2 separate regions of the Neogale vison genome follow, and region 1 is linked to region 2. The links are chromatin contacts, called in public Hi-C maps. All regions are on one chromosome and are shown on one strand. The core of a region is the stretch at or near the end of the contact, and the rest is flanking DNA. Distances in the headings are between cores, read along the strand shown. Region 1 holds the start of SRSF4 (serine/arginine-rich splicing factor 4). Region 2 has its middle 49 kb from the start of OPRD1.

Region 1 (6,528 bases), core at 1,959-4,458, 260 kb after region 2:
GATCCATAAAATCCTCACCTGGACACTAAATCTCCCTTCACCTTCTTCATCTGCTTCCTCATTTGGTGAACTTCCAATTACACCAGTACTTTATGCCTATTTAATTCTGAACATATCTACTGTCCACTGATACATTTCACTACATTTCACACTACAAGTTTGAACTCTTGTTCACAATTCATCAAAATCCTATCCCTCCAAAATCTGCTTCAGAGGTTTGATTACTAATAATTACAAGTCAGGTATGTAAAAAATGCTTCTCAAGGAGACCTACTATCCTTATGTCCAGAACCACAGGCTTACACGTTTCTGAATTACGCCATCTTTCCCTTTTGTACCTCCTCCTTCCTTTCAGACTCCTCCGCACTTCTACAATCTAGTCCAGTCAGTTCTTGCTCTAAATCCATCTACACCATTGGTCCTCTGCTCAGCAGTCCCGTTCCTCGGCAGGGATTCCTGAATGCTGCCACATGTGCCAGTTTAATTGTTTCACCTGCCTTCGAATCCCTGAAATGACTTCCCATTCCTCATTTCAGCCTTCAGTTTCAATCACTGATTTCACATATATCATGGTTTAGCAGCAGATCTGCTAAGAGAATAGTTCCCCCAAAGAGACCCAGGTATTTAAGGTTTTGCAAGAATCTGCCCTTTCTCTCCATTTTCCAGATTGCTCAATTATTCCCTCCAGAGCCTTTCAATTCCTATCCATGATTTTTGGATGCTCAGTGTAAAATCTTATAGTCGATGCTTCTGGTTCATGTTGTTCAAATCAAGCTAAATCCCTCATGAGACTCAATCCAAGCCTGATTCCTCATTCTTTCTCAAAAGTGTTCCTTACTGGACCACCTCCTCATCACCGGTTATGACATACTTTATTCCCAGACACTTTATTTCAAGCCCCAGTCAATTCTTTCTTCAAAGCCCATTTCAAACAAATCTCTTCCAACAAACTATTCCAAGTTTTACTTGAGTTTAAAGTGAGGGCAAGCATTTCTTAACTCAGAATGGACATGTTCTAACTGTCAACACTTAATTTACTCAAGAGCAGAAACTGTTTTTCTTTCTTTCCAATCCATTTAGCACAGTAGCAGTCATCTCGTTGGTGGGTTATTAACATGTTTGTCCCATTAACCTTTTTACCATTAACATCAACATTATTTCCTGCTATCACTTGAGTAACTTTAGAAAACAGACCTCACCAAATATCCTTCATGTTACCAAATACTGAAACTGTCTCCTAATGATCACAGTCAAAACCCATTTGATTACAGCTACCATTTACAGCTATGAGCCAAATACTTTATAATTATCTCTAGTGCTCCTTTCCCTTGTAGATAAGAAAACTGACAACAAAATTTACTGTCAACTTAGTTGGCCTCTGAAGAAAACGGGGAGTTTCCACTTCATCTTTCATACATGTATCAAGCAACAAAACCCCACTTTATCTAGTACATTCCTTGAGAACCAAAAGCTCTATTGTACCAAGTGAGTAATTTCCTAAACCTTTTACTCTAAATCGGTATTCGGTATTCATAGTAAACACTTAAAAAAAAAAGTCTTTTTTTTTTTTAAAATCTCTACACCCAACATGGGGCTTGAACTTACAACCTGGATAACAAGAGTTTCATGCTCCACCGACTGAGCCAGCCACGTGCCCAATAATAAACACTTTTATCGAAGACATTTTCCTTAGTAAGAAGGTGAGTCTTCCTAACAATCTCTTTGAAATGACTTTTTAAAGCCAACCAACAATGTGAGTATATAGAAGCTACCAATTTGTCTCAAATGTGCAACTGAGGTATTTTTCCTAACTTCTCAAGTGTTAGTTGCTAGTATTACAATGGAGAGTAACCTGTAACCATTATCAGACCTGTTGCAAATGTCTTTCATTTTTTTTTCTCCAAATAAGCCAAGAGTTCCTCTAACACTCAAGGTTTAGTGCCCTAAAATGTCCCCCCCACTCCTTTTAATTTTTAGACCTATGTGTTTGATGTCCTACCTAACGTTTCCCGGCTCTCATAGTTTTCCCCGTTGAGTATCTTCTCCAAGTCGGACTCATCTCTTTCCCCTGAAACGTGTAGCCCCGGGTGGCCCTGCTTTGCCAAAGTAGATCAGAAGTATATAGAAGCTATCAATTTGTCTCAAATGTGCAACTGAGGTATTTTCCCTAACTTCTCAAGTAACAGACTAAACCCGGGGAGGCAGTAAATTAGCAATTTCGAGCTGTGAATCTCCGTCTGCTTAACTAGCTGCCGCAGATACTAGCCAGGGAGGCCACGACCTTCTAACAAATTCTACAACGACAAACCAATTTTTTGGCAAGTCGTAGAACGGAAACCACAGCATGGAAACTCTGTACGGAGTTTGAAAGATAACGAATCAAGACTTTAAATTACCCTTGTAGGGGGGAACCGTCAAGGCTTTCAGCGCGGCAAGACGATACTTTCGAAACTGTCACTAGACTACTCACGCAAACCCGAGTCTCCCGCCCAAAAAAAGTGTGACACATGCACGTCAAAAAAGTGCCTCCCTCCGGAGCTCCTGGCCTCGCGAAAGATGCGTGGTGACTGTCTGATCCATTAGACTGGCCAAGAGGTGAAAAGCGAGCAGGAAATCCTGTTTATTTCCAGCAGCCCTGAGAGCGGGAAAGGTCGGTTTCTATCCGGAGACGAACCAGACCCTACTGCCGGGGCCCGGGAAGGAAAAACCCAGGCCTCCCCGGCGCCCTGGAGCCGTACCCTCCCGCCCGGAGCCCCAATCCCACTCGGGTTTTCCTTCTCCCCGTCCCACTCAGATCCTCACCGTCGCTCCCATTATCCCTCCACCACCCCCACCCGCGCAGGCGCAGTGGGAACCAGGGCCTACCCGCGCCCCCGAGGCGCCGCGACTATGGCGGAGCCTGAGCAAGCCAGTAGCAGCTCCGCGCCGGGCAGGCGTCCCTCTCCCGTTCCCGCGGCCTCCCCACCACCGCTGGGGCCCTGTCCCCACCCGGCCGACCCCTCTTCTGCCCTCCTCACCCGTTCTTCAGATCCACCTCCAGGATCTTCCCGTAGCCCTTAAAGAAGCGCTCCACATCGCGCTCTCGGGCCTGGTAACTCAGGCGGCCGATGTACACCCGCGGCATCCCGGCAACAGCGGCGGCGGCTTGGCCCGGCCCCAGCCCCCTTAGGCGGCGGCCGGCGAAGCGAGAGCGCGGCGACGGCGGCGGCGGCGGCGGCAACGGGCGAGCGGCGGGACGGACGCAGCCGAACCCCAGCGACGTACGTACGCGAGCACGCAGCACGCGAGCGCGCGCCTCCCGCCTTCCCCGCCCTCCCCGCAGGCGGAGGGTAACGGGAGGGAGCGCGCGTTCGCTTCCCGCCCGGCCAGGAGTGGGGGCGGGGTTTGCCCAGGGGCGCGCCGGCGTGGGGCGGGGCCAGGTGACCGACAGGCGGTGCGTGCGGCGCGGGGCAGTCCTCCCCCCGCCCCCCGCCTCTCCGCACGTCCTCTCGCGAGTTCGCTGTGTTTGGGCCTGCGCCGCATTCGCAGCCGGGTGGCTTCGCTCCTCCCCCCGGAAGTGCCTGCAACTGTCCCGGCCCAGCGAGCGTTTCTGCTTTTGTCCTTTGAACCGGGAGTGGTTTCGACTTCTGAGCAGCTTTGTAGTTAAGTCTGGCTTCCAACCGTCTTTGTATCCGTGACCTTGGACCCGTTACGCGCCAGCTCTCTAAGCCCCATTTGTCTTCTCTGTATAAGAGGGATAGAAATTCCAACCTTCCAGAGCCAACTGGAAAATTATATATGAGCATAGATACGTCAAGCACTTAGTACTGTTCCCAGCACATTGCAAGTGTCCAATAAATACCAAAATTATTTTAAAAATAGGACAGGTTGTTTCAATAGAAGCAGTGTGGAAGGTGGGGAAGGCTGGAGTTTTGAAGCTAGATTGGGCTTGATACTGACTAAATTATTTGGCCAGTTTATTTTCTATTGTAAAATTAGAGTGATTTATCCCATTTCAATGGACTAAATGGATAACTAAGTGGGGTAATATATATGGAAGAATATACTGCCTGGAACAGTATCTGGACCGAGATAGGAACTCAAATATTGGTATATATATATAGTTATTTCATTTAAAAAATATCTGAGAGAAAGAGGAAGCACAGGCGGGTTAAGGGGTAGAGGGAGGAAACAGTCTTCCCGCTGAGCAGGGAGCCCAAGGCAGGGCTCTGTCCATGGCCCTGAGACCAGGACCTAAGCAGAAGGCAGAGTCTTAACCTACTGAGCCACTCCGGTGCCCCTTAAAATTACATTTTGAAAGGATAATTCATTAACTGTTTCAAATGATACAGTGGAAAGTCTTCCCATCTCCGTCCTCTGGCCATCTCGTTTCCCTTCCCAGAGGCAAACAACGTAATCAGTTTCTTAAATGCCCTTTGGCAGGTATTTTACACAAAGCAATAGGGGTGTGCTATATGTACAGTTTCGTGCTTACTATTATTTTGAAAGTCATTCCATCAGTACAAAAGAAGCTTCCTCAGGATTATTTTTATGGCTTATGAAATGGCGTTATACACAGTAATTTATTTACTCAGTGCCCTACTGAAGGATACTGAGGTAGGTTCAAGCCATTTGTTTTAACTGCTGCAATGAGTAACTTTGTATATACATATATGTAGTATCTATTCCTAGAAGATAGTTGGGGTAAAGGGTGTGGGCAAGTATAGTTTGGACAGATATTGCTCAATTCTCCTCCATAAGTACCTGTTTCTCTATCTCATCATCAACACCGTGTTATCAAATTTTATGATCTTAGTCAATCTAATAGCTAAAAAATGCTATCTTGGGGTAGTTTAGTTTGTATTTATCTTGAGTGGAGTGAGCCTCAATTCATTTAAGAGACACTTATATACTTTCTGTGTCTGCTTATATCCTTTGTTTTTTGTTGTTGCTGTTAATTTTTAAAAAGATTTATTTATAGAGAGCACGCATAAGGCAGGCATGGAGAGGGAGAGAGAATTCTCAAGCAGACTCTCCGCTGAGCCTGGGATTGATCCCAGGACCCTGAGCCGAAGTCTAGAGTCAGCCACTCAACTTACTGAGTGACCCAGGAGCCATCCTCCCCCTTTTATAGATTTATTTGAGAGAGAGAATGCAAAATCGATGGGGGGTGGGGGTAGTGGGGGCAGAGGCAGAGAATCTCAAGCATACTCCCCTTGGAGTTAGGAACCCAATGTAGGGCTCAGCTCAATCTCACTACCTGAGATGACGACCTGAGCTGGAACCAAGAGTCAGATATTTAACTGACTGAGCCACCCAGACTCCCCCTTTGCCCATTTTTTTACGGATTCATAGGAGCTCCCTATATATTAGCGAAATCAGTTGTTAGATGAGTAGTATTTTTTCCCAGTTTGTTGACTTTTGACTTTTCCCAGAATGTTTTCTGCTATGCAAAAACGTAAGATATTTATGGGGTCAAATTTATCCACCCTTTATTTTTCTTTGATTCTGGATTTTGTGTTGTAGTTTTTCTCACTTTGAGATTTAAAAAGAAAAACACCTCCCATGGCTTATTGTTATTTTTAGGACTTACTTTTTTTATATTGCAACCTTTGATCCATTTGGAATTTAGTAGTATGAGGATCATGATATTCTTAAGAACTGGTTTTAACCTTGGTTGTCACGTAGTCTGTGATCAGACTACATCTGTTATACAGATGGGAATGAAAGCCCCATACAGGGAAAATGCCTGTCTCTAAATCCTGCTCCTCCTCCAGAGTTTCCTAATTTAGGGAGTGGCACCTTCCATCAGGCAAAGTGCTGAAGTTCAACCTTCAACCGCCTCATCTAGTCGGTCCTTCCTTCTAAATGTTGCCGAATCCATCCACTTCACTCCCACTTCCTAAGTGAATGCAGGTCTTGTCATATTGTTCATACATCAGGGCTTTTAGTTATGCTTTTCTCTCTGTCTGCAATACGATTGGCCCCTTCTCAGGCCTCAGACCTTCCTTGCCCTCTTTATCTCAAGTATCCTGTCTATGGTATCACTGTATTTTTTTCTTCACAGCATCTACCACACTCTGTAATTGCCTTATTTCTTTTTGTTCATGGTCTTTCTCTTCTACTAGAATATAAGCTCCCTGGTATCAGGGGCTGTGTTTTTTGTCTCCTACTGGATCCCTAACATCTATTAACAGTGCTTTTCACATAGTGGGTGTTCAATATGTTTATTAAGTGAATAAACAAATGATCTCTTACCTGAATGACTTCAGTGGCCACATTCTCCTTTTTCCTGCCTCCCCATGAGACACAGACTCAGGGAAATTTGAACTGTCTTCTGATTGACATGCTAATTATCATTGTACAAAATCAAGGAGTCCAGAGAAAAGAGGGAGCACAGGGCCAATTTTGGGGCCAAAAAAAAAAAAAGAAATAAGTCAGGATTGACTGGTATGGTGACCAGACAGGGTCAGGGGAGCTGGCTTCTGGTGCCAGATCTGCTGCCTGCTGTGTGACCTTGAGCAACTCACTTCGCCTCTCTTGGTGTCT
Region 2 (5,837 bases), core at 2,164-4,663:
GAGCCACCCAGGCGCCCTCTCTTCCCCTTTTAGACAGAGCAGTGTATTGGCCTGTTTCTAAGAAGGTGCTCAGTAAAGTTTTGAAGTAACAGATGCTCCCACATTGGCCCTGGCCCCTCGCCCTAGCCCCCAGCCCATCCCCCTGCCTCTTTTTATCACCCAACTCAAGACCCAATCACCCAATCCAAGCTGGTGGCCCTGTTCAGGCGCTGGCAGGATAAGGAGTTGGCCGGAGGCCCAGGAAACTCAGAGGAGGAGGGGGCACATAAACAGGTTCCTTCCCCTGCCCCAGAAGCTTATCAGAGTCCCACAGGCTCCAGGCAAACTGGGTGCTCAGCTTAGGGAGGTGATCTGCCCTCTGTCTGTCACCTTCATGGCTTCCATTGCTCTTCAGCTGCATGACCTTGGGTTGTCACTTCCATTCTCTCAGGTCTCAGACCCTCTTTAGAACTCTCTTGGCCGTAAGGATTCAGCGTGGTCAAATGAGAGAATAAAATAACAGCAATCACCAAATGCAAGTCATCCCTTCCAGAGGTCTCCCCCACAGGTAGCTGCTCAGGTAACAAACTACTCCCTACAGTCTGGGAAGGGAGGTGACAGCTTCAGAGGCAGAGATACTGGGGCGGGGGAGTGGGGGTGGGGGGTGGGGGTGGTGCTGAAGTCCAGGCAGTGACAGCACCCAACTCTCTTCTCCCCACCACCCACCCCCCAGGCCAGTGACTGACAAGGCCAGGTTCACCCACGTAAGTGCAGAAGTCACCTCAACAAGAAACACAAGAGACTGCCTAGGCAGAAAGGCCCCTGGAGCGGGACAGAGCTCTCTAGATCCCCAGGGCCTGGGGACTGGGGAGGGGGCGTGGGCAGAGAAGGGGGGAACATGTATATAAGACACAAAGAGAGAGGGTCACACAGAGTCACGCCCTTTATGCAAACTCACCAGCAGGGGCACACCATGACACAGATGCACGCCCCGACACCCCACCCCCCCACACACACATGCAAACACACAGCGAAGAGTCACACACAAAATCAAGATCACAAACACAACCCCACAGGTACTCCGCATGCACAAACTCAGAAACGCGGAGCCCTCCCCGGCCACCCCAACACACACATTCACCGACACACATACATACACACACACTTATCAGGCCGGGGCAGGCGCGGGTGCTGCTGAGTCACCCGCAAGGCAGCTCGGCCCTGGAAGGTGGAGCTGCGAGCCCTCCCCAATCGGGGAGGGGCGGGGCCTGCGGCCGGGCTTCGCCGGAGCCTCCAGTAACTCCGCGGGGATTCTCCTCGCCCCGCCCCCTTGACAGGGGCGGAGCGTCAGAGCGGCGGGAGGGAGAGAGGAAACCCCTTTGCAGTCACTGAGTCTTGGCATTCACAGTCTGCTCTCTCCTGGGTTGCCTGAATACATGTGGGAGCAATTAAAAAATAACATTGGATGCATTACTGGGTATTTGCATATGTATTTTCATTCTCTCATTTAATTTTCGCAACAGCTCTATATGAAGTTTGGGCCATTATTACTCCCATTTTACCCTCGAGGGAAAGTGACTTGCCCAAAGGCACAAAGTGTCGTAAAATGCAGAGCCCAGACTCAACTGCCTCCAAAGCCTGAGCACTTAGCCCCTGGCCATTATTACCTGGTGGGCAGGTGAAACTGGAAGCAGGTGAAAGGTGTGTCAGTAGGCTTGGGAGACTGCATGTGTGTGACCGCTTTCCCCATGTAGTCTACACAGTTAGAGACCGAGGGGTGCCAAGTGTCTAGATTTCTGGTTAAAGGAACTAAAGCTTCTCTGGTGCTGTGAAGCACCCCCCCCGTACCCCGTATCAGGAAGCATCCCCTAGATCTAGGGGCTCAGTCATACCCTCTGCTAGACTGTGAGCTTCTTGAGGGAAGGTACCCGGGTCCTGAAGCCTAAAACAAGACCTGACTTGGAAGTTGCAGTGAATTTGGTGGGGGCAATACATTAATTTATGACCTTGATATAATATTAACATCAATAATCATAAGTCCTAACACTTTTTAGAGGCTTTTGAGACTGACACTGTTCTTTTTTTTTTTTTTTAAGATTTTATTTACTTATTTGACAGAGAGAAATCACAAGTAGGCAGAGAGGCAGGCAGAGAGAGAGAGAGGGAAGCAGGCTCCCTGCTGAGCAGAGAGCCCGATGCGGGACTCGATCCCAGGACTCTGAGATCATGACCTGAGCTAAAGGCAGCGGCTTAACCCACTGAGCCACCCAGGCGCCCTGACACTGTTCTTAATACTTTACATGGATCATTTCATTTAATTCTCACAACAATCCTTGAGGAGAATACCTTTCAAAAAAAAGGTTTTTTTTTTTTTTTTTTTTTTAAAGATGTTTATTTATTTGAGAGAGAGAAGGGACAAGGGAGAGAATTTCAAGCAGACTCACCTAGAGTCGGGAGCCCCACGCAGGGGCTTCATGCCGGCCTCAAACCCATGACCCTGAGAGCAACCGACAGTCAAACGCTGAACCAACTGAGCCACCCAGGTGCCACGAGTAAAGTACTTTTATTGACTCCATTTTACATCAGAGGACCTAGCTTGGAGAGGGTTAGTAGCTTGTTCAAATCAAGGGCAACGCTGGGGATTGAGACCCAGGCAGTTTGACTCCAGGACCCATCTAATAGGGAAGACCACTGAACTCCCAGGAAGTCACTTGCCTTTACTGGGCCTCAGTTCCCCCCTATTTGCCCCAAAATTAGGTAGCAAGGGGTGGGGGCTTGGACCAGTGATGATGTAAGCCCCTTCCAGTGCTGGTGGGATGGACCATAGAAGGGCGACAGTTTCTGACAAAAGTGGCAAGATGGGGATGGGAGGAACAAGAACCATATTTACTGAACGGCACCTATTGTGTACCAAACCTGTGCCTGGGACTTAACATATATCACTAATTCTCAGTAAAGTGTTGTAAGATTTATAGTTGAGGAAACTCAGATTCGTTGAAGTGACTTGCTCAGGGTCACACAGGACTAAATGGGGAGGGGCAGGTGATGCAGGTGAGTCTCACTCCTTTCCTACCACCCTTCCAGCCCTTAGGTTAGGGGCAGCACCACGTGGCAAATTGCATCATACTTTTACCGTATGACGTCAGACACCACACCACCCAATCCACGAGCTCCCTACCCAGTCCTCCCCTGACCCTCGGGTCAACACCGGGCCGCTCAGAGCTCGGAGACCGCACCTGCAGCCCCAGCCCTTTCCCGGTTGCGACGCTCGCACTTCTCCGCACCGTCCTCTTCCCCGCCCCGCCGATTGGCAGTTGCCTCTGCCAATCAGGAGGCCTCCCGGGACGGGGGCGGGGCCTCACTCCAGAGTTGCCCTGTCAGTGCAGGTGGAGGCCCCCGGCGGGGCAAAGTGGCAGGAACCTCTTAAAGGGCGAGAGCGGCGCAGAGCGAGAACGCGGCCCGGCCCGGCCCGGCCAGGTCCCCGCCCCGTCTGGCCCAGGTGAGCCTGGACTGTCTGGGGGCGATCCCAGGTCCCCGGGAGCAACGGAGTGAGGGACAGATGGACCTACTCCCAAGGGCCTGTGCGGTCCCGGTAGGGGGGAGACCAGGGTCTAAGGGCCAGGGGAGGGGGGCTTTAAGGGTCCCAGTTTCCAAGGTCCGAACTGGGGTCCACAGGGGCCTGGACGTCTGGAAGTTCAGGGTGCAGGGAGGGGCGCGGGCGAGAGGAGAGGGGTTCGGGAACTCGGGTCCGCGGCTGGACGCTTGCGGCTGGCGGTCCCTGGCGGTCCCGGCCTGTGTGGGGCGGGGGTCCTGGGTTCGGTCTCCGCGGGCGGGTCCCTGCAGAGTGCTGCGGCCCCAGGTGCCCCCCCACCAGCCCCGCCCTGTCCCGCCCGTAGGCTCCTGCCCGGCCCGGGCCCGCCGCAGCGCTGGCCGGAGCGGGAGGGCGGGCGGCGCGCTGCGGGAGGGGGCCCCCCCGGGCCTGGAACCCCGCTCCCGGCCCTTACGTAACTGACTTTGAGTTTCGGAACTGAGGGACCCGTGAGCTGGGGTGCCAGCTGTGCCAGCCAGTATGGCCCTTCTGTCGCCGCCCCAGCCCCGCACGCTCCCTTCCAGGCTTGGTCTCGGGGGACTTTCCTCGGTCTCTGGTCTCCCCAGTCTGTCGGTCTCAGATATTCCTGCTTGCTCTCATTCCCCGATTCCCCGTCTCCCTCATATCTCCTCTCTCCGCGGTCCTGTTTCTCTCATCCTCAGTCTTTCCTCGGGAGTTTTCTCGTCCTAACCTACACTTTCCAGAGGACCTCACCTCTTTTTGGTAGAACCCGAGTTCTCCCCTTTAGCAAATTGGAGGTGGGGACTTGTCCAAACAGACCCCAGCCTAAGCTTGCCCTAGAAGGGGAGAAGGTAGGACTATTCCTGAGGGTTGGTGAGGAGGGGGTGTTATTTCAAGGCCCACAGCTTCCCTGGGGTGGGAGTGGCTCAATGTGACCCCTCAAGTTCACGGACTAGGGCTGAAGGCAACCCCTTCTCTGCTTCTGGAACCCTTATCTCCAGAAGAAGGAGGCTTGGGGAATGCCTGGCCAGGCCTGGTGCTTAGGGCAGCTGGGAGTCCCTGTGAGAGCTGCCTAGTGTCAGGTCTAGGTCAGATCCTCAGCGACTGAAGGGGAGTGGGAGGGGCCAGAGCATTGGCACCCAGCCCCTGAGGTTTCAGCAGGCTCCCTACCTTCACCCCAGTTACAGGCCTGGGCAGGAGGCTGGGGATGGGGAGGGGATCAACAGGAGGAGGTCAGAGGACATTTGTGTGGAGGTAGAGAGAGGGTGGAGATAGAGGTGACAGACTGTCAGGTCTGAGGAGCATGTACTGGGGTCGCCCCCTGCCTTTAAGGCCCCTCTGAGTGCCAGTGAGACAGACACCTCAGAGATAACTCCTGTGCCCTGCTGCTGTTGGGAGTGGGTGAACAAGCAGTTAACAGCAGCCACGAGGTGGGAAAGATTAATTCTGACTGGGACTGTGGAAGGAGAGACTTGGCAGAGGAAGGTGGAAGGTTTGGGAGGAAGGGGATCCAGAAGCTTTAGGGAACAGAGAGGGGTAAGGAAAGGGAACTTTGGGTGTCCTGCAGGCTTTGTCTGCAGCAGAACTGGGTTTAAATCTTGGTCCTGGCACTTTGCTGTGTGACCTTGCATGAGTCACTTCCCCTCTCCGAGTCCCCAGCTCTTCCTCAGTCCATAATCCAGACCTCACAGGCGTTAGCATAATCAGATGAGGTAATAAGTGTGCAGTGACCAGAATGATAGCTGGCCTGGAAGCAGGCCAGTGGGAGTGTTTTAAGAAGGGAATGGGGTGAGAATGTCCTGAGGTTTCCTCTGTGTATTAGGAGGAAGGGTTCCGCCGGCCTCCCCGGGGCTGGGTCTGGGAGGAGCTCTGGGTATGCTATCACGTGATCAGATTGCCCACTAAGGGGGTGTCTGCCCTAGCCAAGCCTGGGAGGTAGGGGCTGGGCAGGACCCAGCAATGTGAGGGGCAGCTGGAACACCTGCATGGGGGTGGCGATAGTCAGTGAGGAGAAGCGATGGCACACCCGTTTCTCTCCCAATCAGCCCATCCCTGCACAGCCTAGACCAGGCTGGCCTCCCTCTTATAGGTTGCAGGTGCCTGTAGAAGCTCCCAGGAAGCCCAGGTCGCTGCACCCACTAGACCAGTGGGGGTGGGGCCCCTGGAAGGGCAGGGCCAGCACCCACTCTGCAGAGTGGACCCTGGCCAGGAGCCTGGCTGGCTGTGCTGGGCAGGACTATCCCAGCCTGGCTGGGAAGATGCTGACGCTGTACAGGCCTCCGGAGGCCCACAGCTCTGCTGGCTGCGG

What was found. A called contact is a pair of places that touch in the nucleus more often than the background predicts.
Region 1: a contact with region 2 is called in a Hi-C map of muscle, with 5 times the contacts expected there. The contact joins the promoter of SRSF4 here to the enhancer-like site in region 2. A contact is called at or near these places in 2 of 3 Hi-C or Micro-C datasets (fibroblasts and muscle).

Annotation. Positions count from the first base shown.
Region 1 is chr2:21,880,906-21,887,433 of ASM_NN_V1, forward strand. It overlaps SRSF4 (serine/arginine-rich splicing factor 4), which reads right to left and starts at 3,209. Exons shown (of 6, transcript XM_044237618.1): 1 at 3,018-3,209. The coding sequence starts at 3,124.
Region 2 is chr2:21,620,183-21,626,019 of ASM_NN_V1, forward strand. No RefSeq gene overlaps it. Among named protein-coding and RNA genes, the nearest start is that of OPRD1, 49 kb to the left of the region's middle. Within about 2 kb of position 3,414, the one cell type or tissue checked has open chromatin away from gene starts, as enhancers often do. A contact at or near this core is called in fibroblasts, where this site is marked.